Regions from separate parts of the Mus musculus genome. Here region 2 is linked to region 1. A link is a contact called in public promoter capture Hi-C data. All regions are on one chromosome and are shown on one strand. Each heading gives the region's core, a stretch centred on a gene start, on an enhancer-like site or on the middle of the called end of the contact. The rest is flanking DNA. Distances are from core to core; before and after follow the strand shown. Region 1 holds the start of Sumo3 (small ubiquitin-like modifier 3). Region 2 overlaps Pfkl (phosphofructokinase, liver, B-type).

What was found. Promoter capture Hi-C pulls out the DNA fragments that hold promoters and counts their contacts.
Region 2: a promoter capture Hi-C map of hippocampal neurons shows a contact between it and region 1, with 2.7 times the contacts expected there. The contact joins the enhancer-like site here to the promoter of Sumo3 in region 1. A contact is called at or near these places in 7 of 39 promoter capture datasets (3T3-L1-derived adipocytes, the SN4741 cell line, cranial neural crest and 4 more), 1 of 484 Hi-C or Micro-C datasets (B cells), 8 of 115 datasets of contacts at active chromatin or transcription factors (astrocytes, embryonic forebrain, embryonic hindbrain and 5 more) and 3 of 9 other capture datasets (adipose tissue, liver and pancreatic islet).

What each region holds. Positions count from the first base shown.
Region 1 is chr10:77,603,337-77,610,995 of GRCm38.p6, reverse strand. Sumo3 (small ubiquitin-like modifier 3) reads right to left here and starts at 4,899. Exons shown (of 4, transcript NM_019929.4): 1 at 4,655-4,899; 2 at 1,056-1,184. The coding sequence starts at 4,675.
Region 2 is chr10:77,997,197-78,004,855 of GRCm38.p6, reverse strand. Pfkl (phosphofructokinase, liver, B-type) reads left to right here. Exons shown (of 22, transcript NM_008826.5): 3 at 2,769-2,846; 4 at 3,356-3,545; 5 at 4,015-4,180; 6 at 4,677-4,721; 7 at 4,922-5,030; 8 at 7,237-7,332. Among named protein-coding and RNA genes, the nearest start is that of Pfkl, 8.8 kb to the left of the region's middle. Within about 2 kb of position 2,940, at least 20 of the 459 cell types and tissues checked have an H3K27ac peak or open chromatin away from gene starts, as enhancers often do. A contact at or near this core is called in hippocampal neurons, where this site is marked.

The sequences.
Region 1 (7,659 bases), core at 3,650-6,149:
GCAGACTGATTACAGCACCGGCATGGAACGCACCTACACACGTGCCATCCGATGGTGGCATATAGCACCGGCAGCTGACTCAGCTGGGGGGGCATAAGGGGACATGGCATCATAGGAAAGATCCAATTCACCTTTCACAGGTGAGAAGTGCCTGAGGTCAAAACCCAGGAGAGAGGCCAAGGGCACCATCTGCAGGCCTCAGGCAGGGGGGTGGAGTGGGGAGGAGGACAAGGAGAAGCATCACAGGCACTACCTTTCAGAGTACTTACAACAAAACAAAGGACAGCACACAGCTGTGTGCACAAGTGCTCAGGGCAACCCTGGACCACTGTAATGAGAGATGCCACTATCCTCACACCAGATGGCAGGGCCCAGACAGGAACTGGCACCTAGGAATATGGGCAGCAAGCCAGGCAGCCACTGAGGCAGACAACAGAGGAGCAAGTGAGACTAAGGACTTCCAGGCAGGCTAGAGCATACCCACCTGCCAAAAGGTCCTTACTAAGAACGAATAGATGATGGACAGACCCAAGCATAGTGTGTACAAGAGCCATGAGTACACAGTGACACTGATAACCCAGCTGGTCACTGTTGGGGACAAGGTCAGTCAGCTTGCTATTTTGAAACGGTAATGAAGGGACAGGGTCACGTGTCTCCTCACTTTCCTAAATAACATAAAAAAATTTGAAATCGCCAGTGAGAACAGTACACACAAACACAATTGGATGGAGACAGAAAGAGGAAGAGGAATTCGAACCAGCACTGATCCCACATCTGAGCACACCACAGGGCCTCACCAGAGCCATGTGCTGGCCCTACAGGAGTGTGCACCGTTATGATGGTCTATCAGGAACAAATCCCACCAGAGACCGCTCAAGCCCAAGTTCCACCCAGCATGTAGAGGAGCCCAGGGAGAGACAACTAGAAGGACATGCAGATACCAAGACCCAGGGCAACAAGGGCAAGCCTGCAACACAAGCAGCACCCCCAACCGCCCCCCAGCTCCCCACCCCACATCCCGCCCTGGAAGAGCTCCTTCTCTGGCCAGCACACACCTGCCTCTCACAGTAGGCCTTCATCAGCTTGCTCAGTGGGGTGTGCCTCTTGATCTTGAACTGTACCACCGAGCCATCCTGCCCCGCCACTTTCAGGTTGATGTGGTCATTCTCTGTCTTCACACCCTCCTGCAAGACACAGAAAATGGGTCTCAAAAGCCAGCTCAGAATCACCAGGGTTTAAAGTGCAAGTCTTTGGGTAAGGTTGTTTTGAGTCATTAAAACCAACCTAATTCTCAAAATTCTCCCAGCAGCTCAGAGTTGCTCGTGTGACTGTCTTATTTTTACACAGAATGTATTTTTAACCTACATTTGTTAGGCACAGTGATAGAAACCACAGTGCAAAGCCAGTCCTTACAGACTACCAATTCAAAGACAAAAATCTGCTCATTAAATCTAGAGAGCCAAAGAAAATCCATCTTTGTTTTAAAATTAGTTATGAGGCTAGTAAAAACACACATTTGAGACTACACTTGGCTCTCTATGACTGGTAAGAAAAGCCAACATAAAGCCAAGAGTGGAGGACCAGAGGCCACTGGAGGACCCTGAGGGAATCCAGTGGAGTCAGTAAAGGCTGTTGTCCCTGGACTGTCTGGAGTCAGGAGGGTAAGGGCTGTGGTCCCCTGGACTGTCTGGAGTCAGGAGGGTAAGGGCTGTTGTCCCTGGACTGTCTGGAGTCAGGAGGGTAAGGGCTGTTGTCCCTGGACTGTCTGGAGTCAGGAGGGTAAGGGCTGTTGTCCCTGGACTGTCTGGAGTCAGGAGGGTAAGGGCTGTTGTCCCTGGACTGTCTGGAGTCAGGAGGGTAAGGGCTGTGGTCCCCTGGACTGTCTGGAGTCAGGAGGGTAAGGGCTGTTGTCCCTGGACTGTCTGGAGTCAGGAGAGTAAGGGCTGTGGTCCCCTGGACTGTCTGGAGTCAGGAGGGTAAGGGCTGTGGTCCCCTGGACTGTCTGGAGTCAGCAAGGTAAAGGCTGTGGTCCCCCCAGGCCCTCTGATCTCAGACTATGCTTTCTTCCGGAGCACTGTATAGCTCTAAAGAACACTGTGTGTGTTCAAGGCCCTGGGTCCTATCCGCCATACTGGAGGACAAATCCTATTACGCAGTGGCAGTTTTTATATAATCATGATACACGCAAGCTGCTGGGCAAAGGCACAGTCAGCGCTTCTTGTTGCCTGGAAACACATTTTGAACAAAAAGTTTGTTCTGGGCCAATTTGGATTGTTCAGTTCGAAAAGGAACTCCTCTTGTTGTTCGGCCCGTGGGATGCTTATTTTAGCCACAGTGGATGAAAGAATTCATGGCAACTTCTTAACCTTCATTATTATTATTTTAATGTGTATCAGTATTTTGCCTGCATGTATGTCTGTGAATCACATGTAGGCAGTGCCCAAGGAGGCCAGAGAAGGTGCCAGAGCCTCTAGGAGTGGAGTTACAGATGTTTGTCAGCAGTAACATGGGTGCTGGGACTTGAACCAGGTCCTCTTAAAGAATGGCCCATGATCCTAACTGCTGTCTTTCCAGCCTTGGGAATCATTAATTAATTAGCTAATTAATATCTTATATGTACTGGTGTTTTGCCCGCATGTATGTCAATGTGAGGGTGTCAGATCTTGGGGTTACAGACAGTTGTGAGCTGCCATGTGGGTGCTGGGAATTGAACCCTGGTCCTCTGGAGAGCAGCCAGTGCTCTTAACCGCTAAGCTGTCTCTCCAGCTCTCGAGAACCATTTATTTCTAGGAAACAGATCCCTTGCTCTACTTGCAGATCAAGCTTTTTCCCTGTCCTCACGCCAGCCTTCTTTTCCCCCACGGTTCCACAGAGCATGCTCCATGGAAGCACCCTGCTTCCCAGGGGTGTCCTCAGCAACATTTTTATTCCCGGAGAGAGAGGTAGACTAGTGTCAGGAAGCTCGGGTGCAGGGTGCAGAAAGCAACCTGCCCTGCACTGGGTCCTAACAGCTTTAGGTAGGAGCATGGCTCCTTCTAGTCTGAGAAATGGTTCGGCAGGAGAGAGGCTCCATCAAGAACCTGAAGGCACACCTTGAGGCATCATCCCTTCCCCTTCCCCTGCCCACTCACTCCCAGGACACCAGTGACACAGCAGCACTGTCCACAGAGCTTGCCCCCTTCTCCAAAGGGTGGCATCCAATATGAGAAAAAGTAAAGTCCGCTAGTGAGAAGCATGAATCACTCCAGGTCCCAAGATGCTGACTTCTAACCCGGTTCCCGAAAGGATGTGTGTGTTCAAAAACAGAGACAGAGGTGAAAGGCCTCAGGCTTGCTTCCCTCCAACGGAAGGATGCCTGGCTGGGCTCTGGCCTGGAGTTCTCTAATTAGCAAGTAAATACAGAAGAAGGAGGGCTTACTCAGCACACTGACTGCCAACACCTGACACCCGGGAGCTCCTGGGTATAGGTGGAGGCCAGCATGAGCTACACAGGGAAACATTCAGGAGACAGAAACAGGAAGATCTCTTTTGAGTTTGAAGTCAGCCTGGTCTTAAACTCCAGGACAGCTTGGACCACAAAGGAACCTTGTCTAAAAAAAAAGGGGGGGGGGCCGCTGTGGGGGTGTGGAGAGAGTAAGTAACTCACTGGTAGAGCATCTGCCTAGTGGACAACAGCCCCTGGGCTGCGTCACCAAAATATAACATATAACCCTCTGTCTCCACTAACCCGAGGCAGAAGGCATGGCCACTCCAGTACACACCAGGCATTCACTTCCTGCCTAACCGCACCAAAAGGTTACAACTCTTGTTGTAGTTACCAGCTACAAAATATAATAAAGTAAGTTGTCTACTCTTGGCACAGGGCGAACAGGTGCTCATTCAATATCCGGGATGGTGCAGGCAGGACCCAAGGCTGAGCTGAAATTAAAGGTAAGGACCTCGCAGGCAAGATATTTCTGGGCTCGGCTGCTGAGCATGGTACCATGGCATTAGTCCAGATGCTTGCCCTGCTCCTGGGGTCTCTCACCTGAGCCAACACAGTGGTCATCTCCAGGCCAGTCAAGAGCACAGAATGCCAGGCTCCAACGTTTATCTCCCGTTGGATAAAACTGCCCCCAGCAGGGCAGGTGAGTGTGGGAAAACTGTTCAATTTGAAATGGGCAACCCTGGCCTTCCCACGCACCAACTGCCGAGACCACGGCGATGGAGTGGAAGGGCATGCGGCCGGGCGAACATTGGAAGCCCGGAGCGGCCAGCCTTGCTCTTACTCCGGTGCAGCTCTCACGAGCGCCCGCTGAGCCTCACGCGCAGCACCACGCGTGCAACTGTGCGCACGGCACGCGAAAGGATGGCCGCGTCAGGGAGTGAGGCCCTTGCGAACCAAGAACCAGCACCCAAGTTCCGGGTTCTCGAGCCGTGGGCGGGGCTACACCCGGGGCGGGGCTACCCCGGAGGCGGAGCCTTGGTGTGGCGGGAGGCACAGCCGGGGGTGGGGCTAGCGCGCTGCCCGGGGCGGAGTGCAATGCTGGTGGGGGAGGGGCGCGGGTCGGTGGGGGAGGGGCGCTGAGGCTCGGGCGCGGCCCCGCGGGCCCTTTTTGCGCGCGGCCCGGCCTGCGTTCCGCGGAATCTGCTGCGGCTTGCGTACCGGGCTTACCTTGGGCTTCTCTTCCGACATGGTTGCGCAGCGACGGCGGCGGCAAGCGCAGCGGGAACCGGTGGCACTGGAGCGGGCGAGTCACGCTCTCTGCCCCGCCGCTCTCCCGCCGCAACTGTCGCGGGGCCGCGCTTTATCCCTAAATCCCGGCGCGCTGGTTGGTCGCGCGGAGTCACGTGGTCGGGCGCGTGCACGAGGCGCGCGCCCCGCGCCGCGGGTGCGCGCTGGCCAGCCGCGATTCAGGACGGTTGCGAATGCGTCACGGGGCGGGTCAGGCGCCCGGGTGCGCGCAGAGCCCCGGGGACGCGCGACTCAAGGTCCTAGGCCCAGAGACCCCGGATGTGGGTGCAAGACTGCGCGTCCACGCAGGGAGGCACGGGAGGAGTGGGGGCGCTGTGTGCTAGGTCAGGACCCAGAGGAACGTTTTGGCCCAACCAGTAGCCTCTTCACCACCCACATTTGGGGACTTTTTCTTATATGCAGGCTGCATTTGGGTAAGAGAGGGCAAAGAAACTCAGGCTAACCCTTTCAGGTGGTCCGGAAGACGAATAAGGAGGTTACCAGGCATGGTTTATGGACCACACACTCCTGGAACAGGCCTCTGGCCTTTAATTTGAATGTCACAGGAGGGCTCATGTCTAGAAAAGGCATCCTTTGAGGACACAGAGGATGGCTTCTGTTGGCCCAGAAAGCCAGCACATGCTCCCATTTCATCTTTTTTCATTTGATTTCCTGGATGGGGTGGACCAGCCTCCACAAGGGCCATTCCCAAGATGGCTCTCCAGAAGGACAAGCTCTTCCCCTTCATTCTCACTATCTAGCTGCCTTTCTCCCTCCTTACGTAGTCCCAAAGTAACCACTAGGTGGCTTGGGTGGGTGAGAGTGACAGGCACAGAAAGCTTCCCTTCTGACCTACCATTTGCTGTTTCTGGAATGCTATTGTGGACACTAATAACCCATTTTACACAGCACACCAAGATGCCTAGAAGTTTAATAACATGCCCAAGGAGTCAACTAGATAAGCAAAACAAGGGAAGCTTGAGCTGGAAGATCCATCGGGAGCCCTGGCTAAGGGGTCAAGAGTGTCCTTTCCTTGTATCTTGGCGTGAGTTTTTAGAATGCAGCCCACAGGCCCTCTGTGTCTGTCTGCTAACACCTGCAAATCAGGCCAGTCAGGGCTGACACAGTCACCCACAGTCGTCTCAGGAAGGTGTTGATTGGCCGTGTTCCAGGACCACACAGCAGCCTCCAGAGAAGTGGCGCTCTGTTTGACAGAAGTATGTTTCTGTTCCAAGGAAGGGCCAGCAGACAAGTATCCCCACTTCCTGGTAATACTGCAAAGCTACTAAGCCAAGTGTCTGTGAAGCCAACCTTTTTTAGCCTTTCCCCTGTACACATGACCTTTCTTCGAGAAGTTTGTCAAGGTCTTCCACAAGGACGCATTTGGAACTCATCCCACACCCAGACCAGACCAAGGTATGGATTTTCCTCAAATACAGATCATGGTCATCCTTAGCTGAACATATCTCTGGAATGTCCAGCTCAGACTGTGTAACTGGGAGACAGGACTCCAGAAACCAGGCTGACTGAAGCAGTTGTTGGAGATCAGAGCACACCTTCCCTCCACTATTAGCTGTGAGTGACTCGGGGCAGGCAGTGTTCAGACCACAGTGTACCACCAGCTCTAAGATGCCAAGCATTATAAAGTGTTGTATTAACAGTTTATAGGATACAAGAATCAAACCTGAGGGTCTGTGGCTGAGGGCATCTGTTACCAAGTGATCGGAGAACAACACGTGCAGCACAGGATGGATGAACTCGGCACCTACGTGAGCTGCAGCAAGAAACAGCCACACTGCGATCCATTCACACCATATGATGACCCATTCACACACTGAAAGCCTACCATTATGCAAAGTGAACAACCGGTAACAGGAAGATGCTCACTCGTGTGTATTTCAAAGCCTGTTCTTAAGATATGTGTATGTCTATGTCTATGTCTATGTGTATATGTAAACAGAACACTCCGTTTTCCCAAAGGACCTGAGTTTGGATCTCAGCGCCCCTTCTCCAGGACGTCTGGCACCCTCTTCTGGCCTCTATAGGTACTGCACTCACACACACCTACCCATACACAGAACACATACACACACCTTTTTTTTTTTAATGTTGTAAGGAGGCCCCTTGGGCATGGATGAGACCTTAGCATGACTTTGGTTACCTGAGAAGAGTGGCTTGCCTTGCATGGGGCATCCCAGCCTGCCTTCATACAGCAGACCCAGACACCCCATAATAAGCTGAGGTTCCACACACACCTAGTCACACACTCTTCCAAGGAGACAGCTGAGGATCAAGAACAGCATCCAGAGAAGATGAAGAGAGGGCCCTGGCTGAGGAACTTCCCAAGGGAAATCAAGGGACTCTGGGGTCTCAGGGAAAGAGAGGGACGGGAAGAAGCAGAGGCCCTGCTGAATCAGTACAAGTGTGTATCCACCTGACCAGAATCCCGGATCAGTGCAAGTATGTATCAGAATCTCAAGGAAAGAAAATGGAACAAAGAGACACAACCTAAGACATTTCCCGAGACTAAGCAAATATGTTCATGTTTCTTACAGACTTAAATAAATGGCTCTACAAATGGAGCATGCTTTCAAGTACCAAAAAGCCAGAGAAGGTTGGCTCAGAGGAACTCCCTGTAAGGATGGATTCTAAAGGTTCCTTGCAGTGAAGGATGTCCTGGTCCTGTTGCCTCCCATAGCTGCACGGACACCAGAGAGGCAGAGGCTGGAAGATCGCGAGTTTGGAGGAGACTCCTTATCTCAAGCTAGCTATTTTAAATTTTTTTCATAAAGATTCCAGGTAGCTAGCAACAAGGAGACTTTCTCTGAGGAAAGGAAAGTCAAGAAAGGAAGGGTGCTTGGCCTCCCCACAAGGATGGACCTGGAACTGAGACCCAAACCTGTTCCTTCCCTAAACTGGTTTCATTGGTGTATTTTGCCACCAAA
Region 2 (7,659 bases), core at 1,691-4,190, 400 kb before region 1:
TGAATTCCCTTGTATTATCTTGAGGTTGTATTGTATTCACCTTTTACACACAATGTATCCAACCTGCTTCCCATAGGGCCTCTGCCCCTCCCTCTCGCTGCTGGGTGTGTCCTTGTCCCTTTGCCCTGGCCCCAAGTGATGGCAGGGCCATACCCAGCCTTCTGCTCTACAGATGGAGGGGAGGGAGAGATAGTTAGGAGGTGTGGGGGTGTGAGTACAGTTCAGGCTTCAAGCTTGGATGGGGGTGGCACAGAAAGCCCTGCAAACCCGGCTGTGGCGTCTCAGAGATCTGAGGCAAAGGAGCCTGGCAGATGTGGCTGGTGGCCTGAGAATATGGGGGCTCCAAATGGGGACAACTGGGTCCTAGCTATAGATAAGGCCTCAATTCCTTAGGATCCTAGCCTCTTGGGTTCTGTGGGAATACTGAGAGCCTGGTGTGGGTGGTGAGTGCCTCTAATCCCAGCACTCCAGCTGTAGAGGCAGGAGGATATCTTTGAGTTAAGAGACTAGCCAGAAAAAATCTTTATTTATTTATTTATTTTTAAAGATTTATTTATTAAGCCGGGTGTGGTGGCGCACACCTTTAATCCCAGCACTCGGGCGGCAGAGGCAGGTGAATTTCTGAGTTCGGGGCCAGCCTGGTCTACAAAGTGAGTTCCAGGACAGCCTGAGCTATACAGAGAAACCCTGTCTCGAAAAACAAAACAAAACAAAAAAAGATTTATTTATTATATGTAAGTACACTGTAGCTGTCTTCAGATACCCCAGAAGAGGGCATCAGATCTCATTACGGATGGTTGTGAGCCACCATGTGGTTTCTGGGAGTTGAACTCAGGACCTTCAGAAGAGCAGTCAGTGCTCTTAACCGCTGAGCCATCTCTCCAGCCCCAGAATAATCTTTAAAGCAAAAGCTTGTTTGTTTGTTTGTTTGTTGCATTGACGTGACTCACAGCACGTCTGTCACCTATCAATGTCTCAAAGACATCAAGGAAAGCTGATTAGCTGTGCTCTCATCTGTCCAGCCTTGCGCTTCCAACTCTCCCCATTCACGCTTAATCCTAAACAATACCCCTCATAAACCTCACCATCTCACCTTTAAACCTGTATATTTCACTCTCAGCAGTGGGACTGGGAAAGCCACAAGGCCCCACATGCCCACTGTTTAAAAGAAAAAAAAAATCCCTGGAGAAGTCCACGCTGTCGCTCTCCCAAGCCTCAGAGTGTTCTGTCCTCTTTTAAATGTCTTTATAACCCCACCTGCTTCTCACAGCTCTCTCTGAAATCCCTCCCAATTTGGAAGTAAGGAAATCTTGGTGCATAGAAGTCCCTGCAGCAGAGGAAGAGGAGCAATCGCTCCCCTTCCCTTGCCATAGGGAAGCTGACACACTCAAAGCCCAGGCACCTCTCCTGTGGGTCTCTGAGCTCAAAGTACAGCCCCCATTTACGTACCCAGTCACTAAAAGACCACCTACTAGGAGATAAGGGAGGACTCATTTTCCATTTAATTTTAATTAATTAATTAATTTAACTAATTAATTAAAATTTTTTATTTTAGATTTTGTGTTTTAGCACTGGTGTCTGAAGTCTTCCGACTTGCATGGTCTTTTCCCTATCATTGCTAGAGCTCTCGAGTGGCCAGAGGAGCTACCTACAATTGGCCTGGCCTGGACTAGGAAAGCTAGCTAGTCCCCAGACTGGGGTGCCTTGTCTACCTGGGGCTCCTTAGAACCTTCTGGTTAGATTGCAGGGCTGAAGGCTGAGCTGCTTGGGTGGCTGCTGTGGCCTGAGCTGACCCTTCACTGCCCACCCTCTGGGGCCCTGCCACTTGGCACAGGGAGGAGCACGGGGAAGAGCACGGGGAAGAGCTGAGTTGGACGGCCCAGGATAAGCATGAAGGTCCTTTCTCCCTGGTGCCCCCTGAGGCTTCAAAGCATCGTGGTAGAGGCCATCCATCTTGTCATCGCCTTTGAGAAGTACCCGCATCCCATGTCCATCTTGTATAAAACCTCCCTGTAGGCAGACACTACAGTGTGGTCGAGGTTCTTGGCTGGCACCTTGCTGTCTGATGAGCAACAGCAGAGTTTTGCAAAGGAGCCAAGTTGGGTCCCCATTATGATCCAATCCAAAACCTCCAGGATGAAAGATAGGTGCTCTGTGGTCCTGTGAGGGGCAGCACCCTGGACTTGCTCTGGTGTGAAGAATTGACCACAGGTACCTGTGGCTGCCTATGAGTCCATGGGACTTGTGAGTTCTCCCTTGGGTATGAGCCTTTCCATCTAAAGCACGTTCCCATGAGATGTGTATAGTGTGACAGCCTGACTTCTGCCTTTAGTAGGCATTACAAATGTGTGTGGGTAGGGAGGGTGTCATGCTCTGCTGTTGTGTAGCAAGATACACTTATATTCCTGTAGACCACAATCAGGTCATTTCCACCGCTCACACTGAGCAGATCTCCTTTGAAGGATATCAGCCTTCCCTTGGGGTTCTGTGTCCTGGCTTTGACTCTCTGACTTGGGTACAATGACATGAGCTCAGCTTGGGGACAGTCTTTGAGTGTCTGCTTGTGCCACAGCACATACTGTGCGTTTTCCTCCATAGTAAGCAGACCTTTAGGCATGTGGAGCATGCTCAGAGTCCCAGAGTAGGATGCTGGGCCTTCGAGTGGCAGGGCTTGCCATTGGGGCCCCTTGAGCTTGCTCACTGCCAGTGAGCACAGTGCTTCTGGCCACGATGGGGTTGCTCTCTCAAATGTCGTCCTTCGCTTGCAGGGCTACGAGGGCCTTGTGGAAGGAGGCGAGAACATCAAGCCAGCCAACTGGCTCAGCGTTTCCAATATCATCCAGCTGGTGAGGCTCGAAGCCAGGTGGCTCCTTCCCACCCTGAGAGTGTGTGAGCGCGTGTGGGTGTGCACTCATGCACAGAGGCATTCCGGCACAGAGAGCTGGTGGGCCCACAGACATCCAGACATGTAGAAATGACAGATAGACACACACACACACCAAGACATAATAGTCTAGACCAGGGAGGCTGTGGGTGGAGACAGGGAAGGTTCGGTTCTGCCTGGTGGGTGGTGTGTATGTGGGATGTGTATGGGTGGATGTGTGTGGATGTGTTGAGGTCTGTGTTGTATGTGTGTGGAGGGGGGGTGTGCTTTCTAGTTCTAAGATTGTAGAAACTCCCCCAAGGCTTTGGACTCAAGGAAAAAGGCCAGGGTGTGGGAGGAGCTATACAAGATTCTAGAGGCTTCTCCCCTGTTTAATTCTGTGGGGTCCACCTCATCCAGCAATGGCATCTCTCTGATGCCTCCAGGGACATTTTGCCACCCCACCTGAAGGCTCTTGTTTCTTCCATGCAGGGTGGCACCATTATTGGCAGTGCCCGCTGTAAGGCCTTCACTACGAGGGAAGGCCGCCTGGCTGCAGCCTACAATCTGCTCCAACACGGCATCACCAACCTGTGTGTCATCGGTGGCGACGGCAGCCTCACGGGGGCCAACATCTTCCGCAACGAGTGGGGCAGCTTGCTGGAGGAGCTGGTGAAGGAAGGTGGGTCCGTGCAGAGCTGGCTCTTATCTGGCTCTGGTGGTGGCTGGAAGTTAAAGTTTGTTCCTGATGTGGTATAGTCTGCAGGTCATAAGGTCAGCATGAGGTCAAGGCTCCTGGCTTGAGGAAGCCCAGGTGGTACCCTGTGTTCCAGCATAACATGTTTCCTTCCAGCTGTGTGGTGGTCATGCTTGTAGCTGATTCTGGAGAGAGTCTGATGTGGGGCATAGACATCTATTTGCAGAGGTGTAGCTATGGGTTGGGTGACATTCGATTCGAAGTCCCAAGGTTGCTGTGGGGAAGGTGCCTCCTTTGGGGAACCTGGAGCACAGTACCCCCCATTGGTCCTCCGGAGGCTCCTGGCTGGGCTGTACGCCTTCTTATAGATGGTGGACGAGGCAGAAAAAGGTGTGGAGGTTGAAGTGGCTGGCTAGGTGGTGGTCCTCATCTGGTCTTTGCTTCTCCGACCCAGGCAAGATCTCAGAGTCCACAGCTCAGAACTACGCACACTTGACCATCGCCGGTCTGGTGGGCTCCATCGATAACGACTTCTGTGGCACTGACATGACCATTGGCACAGACTCAGCCCTGCACCGCATTATGGAGGTCATTGACGCCATCACTACCACTGCCCAAAGGTAAGTGAGGATCCATACACATTGGCTGGCTTGGGGTCACGGTAGTGAAGCTGGCTTCCTAGGGGGCTGCCACTGCAGGGGCCGTGGGTGCTGGTGGCCAACGGGCTCTGCAACTGTATCCTCAGCTGATGGCCTCTAGGCCCATCCATGCCTCCTGTTAGAGGAGATTCTGGGGGTCAGCTCCCATCCCTCTACGTGTCAGTGGAGCACTAGCTGTGAACCCCAGCAGTCAGAGGCTACCACGTTCCACGGTGGTGGTACACCTGAAGGGGGTTCTTGGCCTCCAGCCAGGGATCACCAAGTCTGGCTCAGTACCAGGCTCTCAAGCTGTCTGGTAGACTGGTGGGTGTTTCCTAGCTCAGGGCAGCCCTGGGCATGAGGAGATGGGCATTGTCTTTTTTTCACTACCCCTGTCTTCTTGGTCTAGTGTAGTAGGTTAAAATGTGTGGCTCCCAAGACCTGGCTTTGATATCTACACCCATTTTCTTCTCCACAGTCACCAGAGGACCTTTGTTTTGGAGGTGATGGGACGGCACTGCGGGTGAGGAGGTTGATCCTAGTCGGCAGGGAGAGGTGGGGCACTTGGGGCCGGATGGGGACAGTGGGGGTGGGGGTGAGCACATAGTGTCTGGCATGTACTAGTTGATCATTTAATGTTATGAATATGAGGGAGCCCTGGCAGGCAGTAGGGAGAGAGACAGGGAGGAAGTCCCTAGCAGGCTGGCTCCTCTGCTCTTCCAGGTACCTGGCGCTGGTGTCTGCCCTGGCTTCCGGGGCTGATTGGCTATTCATTCCTGAAGCGCCCCCTGAGGATGGCTGGGAGAACTTCATGTGTGAGAGGCTGGGCGAGGTGAGTGGCCACTAGGGATTTCAGCCACTCGAGAATCTCCGAGGCAATTGTCCCTGAGACCTGTCCTTCTCTTACTGGTTCACAGCATCTATCCCTTCCCTCTGGGGAACTAGGAGGGTCATAGTGCTGGCTATTGTCTGCTCTTGCCTGTGTGAGGGTCTTGGTGCTCACTGCTACACATGCCTAGGTGAGGTTCATAGGGCTGGTGACTTAGACATTCCTGTGGTCCTACCCTCTGTGGGCAGAACCAGTGGAGACGTTCAGGTCACTGTCTGGGTCCATCTCTGTGGCCAATGCAGGGAACATGGCAAATTTGTTTCTTGGAGTGCTGGCTTTAGCTCTTAGTCTCTGAGAAGTGGCTTCATAAGCTAGGGCCCAGAGCAAGAACCCTGTGAGAGATAACCATGTAATGACCCAAAGAGTAGGTGAAGGGTCTGGGGGGGGGGGGGCTAGCTACTTGTCTACTGGGCCTGTGCTCCTGTGAGGGGGGGTGGGGGTTCTAAACCAGCATATAACTGTCTAGAAGTGTCTGCCGGTGGCGTATACCAGGCCCTAACTAGGGAGTCCTGGAAGGAAGGGAAATGGTAGGAGAGGTACCTCTAAGACAGCTGGTGAACTAGCTGGTTCCTTGGTCTGTAGCAGGCTACTCGGGACACAGCTCTTGGGATGAAACTGAGGTGATTCTGACAAAAGTAGGTAAACCCTACTCTGCAGAGACCACTCAACCTGTCTGCCCAGTGACTCTGCCCTTTTTATTTCTATATTCTGGGGCACCTATGTTCTGAAGGAGAGGTAGAATCATGTGACCAGCCCCAGGGCACACCACAGGTCCCTGTCCCCAGGGAAGGTGGTACCTCCTTACACCTGTGCATCCTATCCAGGCAGTAGAGCTTCCTGGGGTCATGACCTCTTTCTAGAACCTTCTTGAGTGAAGCTTCAGGCAGGATGGAGGTGGACTAGTCCTAGCTGTCTCAGTGAGTCCTGAGCACCTTGGGTCTGCGTACCTGGTTCTGTTCTGTCTGTTTAGGACGATTGGCTTCTGTGAGCTTTCGCTTTTTTTCCTGAAGAGGCAGGCAGTTCCTGCCTTGCCCATTGCTCAAGCACCATCGAGGGATGGGAGGAGCCCTGGCTTTTACCCTCCACCTGCAACCTTGGCCTGGAAGTTGGGCTCCTTGCCAGCATCCCACTCCCCTTCCAGGAAGCCCTTTCTTTCCCTCTACTACCCCTGGGGCAATTCATAAGCTGCTTCCAGCTTCCTGAGGCAGGAGGAAGATGAGTTCTATGCCAGCCTGGGTGCCATGCAAAGTCTAGGCCAGCCTTGGCTGTGTAATGAGATTCTCGAGAGCTGCTTCCACCCTGTCCCTACGTTAGCCTTGGGGGTCATTGCTGCCTTGGAGGCTTGTGGGGCACAGCGATTCTCATGAAAGTCTGTCTGTCTGTCTGTCTGTCTGTCAAATCTCTGAGGGAGGTATCATAGGTGAGAGTGCTCCATGATGATTGGATTAGCAAGTGGGACTGTCATACTAAGAGAGCTGGTGCTGAGCCTTATGGGTCCCCTGTGCTACCTGTTGGCCTCCTACTAGTTCTTGGGTAGAGTATGTCCTGGACCCCTGGCTGATGGTTGCCATTGGCAGGGGTGTCTGGCTGGGGTCCCTCATTAAAGGATGCAGAAATAACTTGAGATGGGACCTGAGGGTCCTTGGTGAGCTAACTATAGGAATGACTATATGTGGCATGCCCCCTGCAGACACCCTATCCAGTACCTGCTCATCCCCTGCCCCCACTCCCTAGCCTATTGCTTGTTACCCGCTATGGGGACGGTAGGATCCTAGTTGGCTGGCCTCCGCTCTACTATGTACTTCGGGTCTCTTTTCCTCTCTCAGAGGTGGGGAGAAAGTTCACTTTGCTCAAGTGGGTTGCAGATACAGTTTCCTAGCCCCCAGTGAGTCTTAAAGATTTATTTATTATATGTAAGTTCACGGTAGCTGTCTTCAGACTCTCCAGAAGAGGGTGTCAGATCTCATTAAGGATGGTTGTGAGCCATCATGTAACGCTGGAGTTTGAACTCAGGACCTCTAGAAGAGCAGTCAGTGCTCCCAACCGCTGAGCCATCTCTCCAGCCCGACCCCAGTGAGTCTGGCTTGGTGGCCATGTGTATCGAGTGGTCCATAGCTGGAGAGTGAGCCCAGTGTCTCTTCTCTGATAGACTCGGAGCCGAGGCTCTCGGCTGAACATCATCATCATCGCAGAGGGTGCCATTGACCGGCATGGAAAGCCTATCTCATCCAGCTACGTGAAGGATGTGAGTATGGCAGCTTCCCGGGGCAGGGTGGGTCCCCTGACTCCAGCAGCATCTCCTGAAGATTGGTGCTGGTCCTGCCCTGGGCAAAAGTAGGCACTGGGACATTACCTGTTGTGCCGTGGCTGGCTGGGATCTCTAGAGAAGCTGAGGATCCAGGTCTGGTCCAAGGCACTGTCCCCCGTATTGTGAGCCCAGACAACCTGTTGGGTCCTGACTTTATTCAGTCTGTGTATCTGACGGGGTCCCTCAGCACCCCAGTATTAGGTCCTAGCTCTGTCAGCTCTCCAAGTGATAGAGTGCCCCTACCTCCCCCTTCCATCCCCCCAT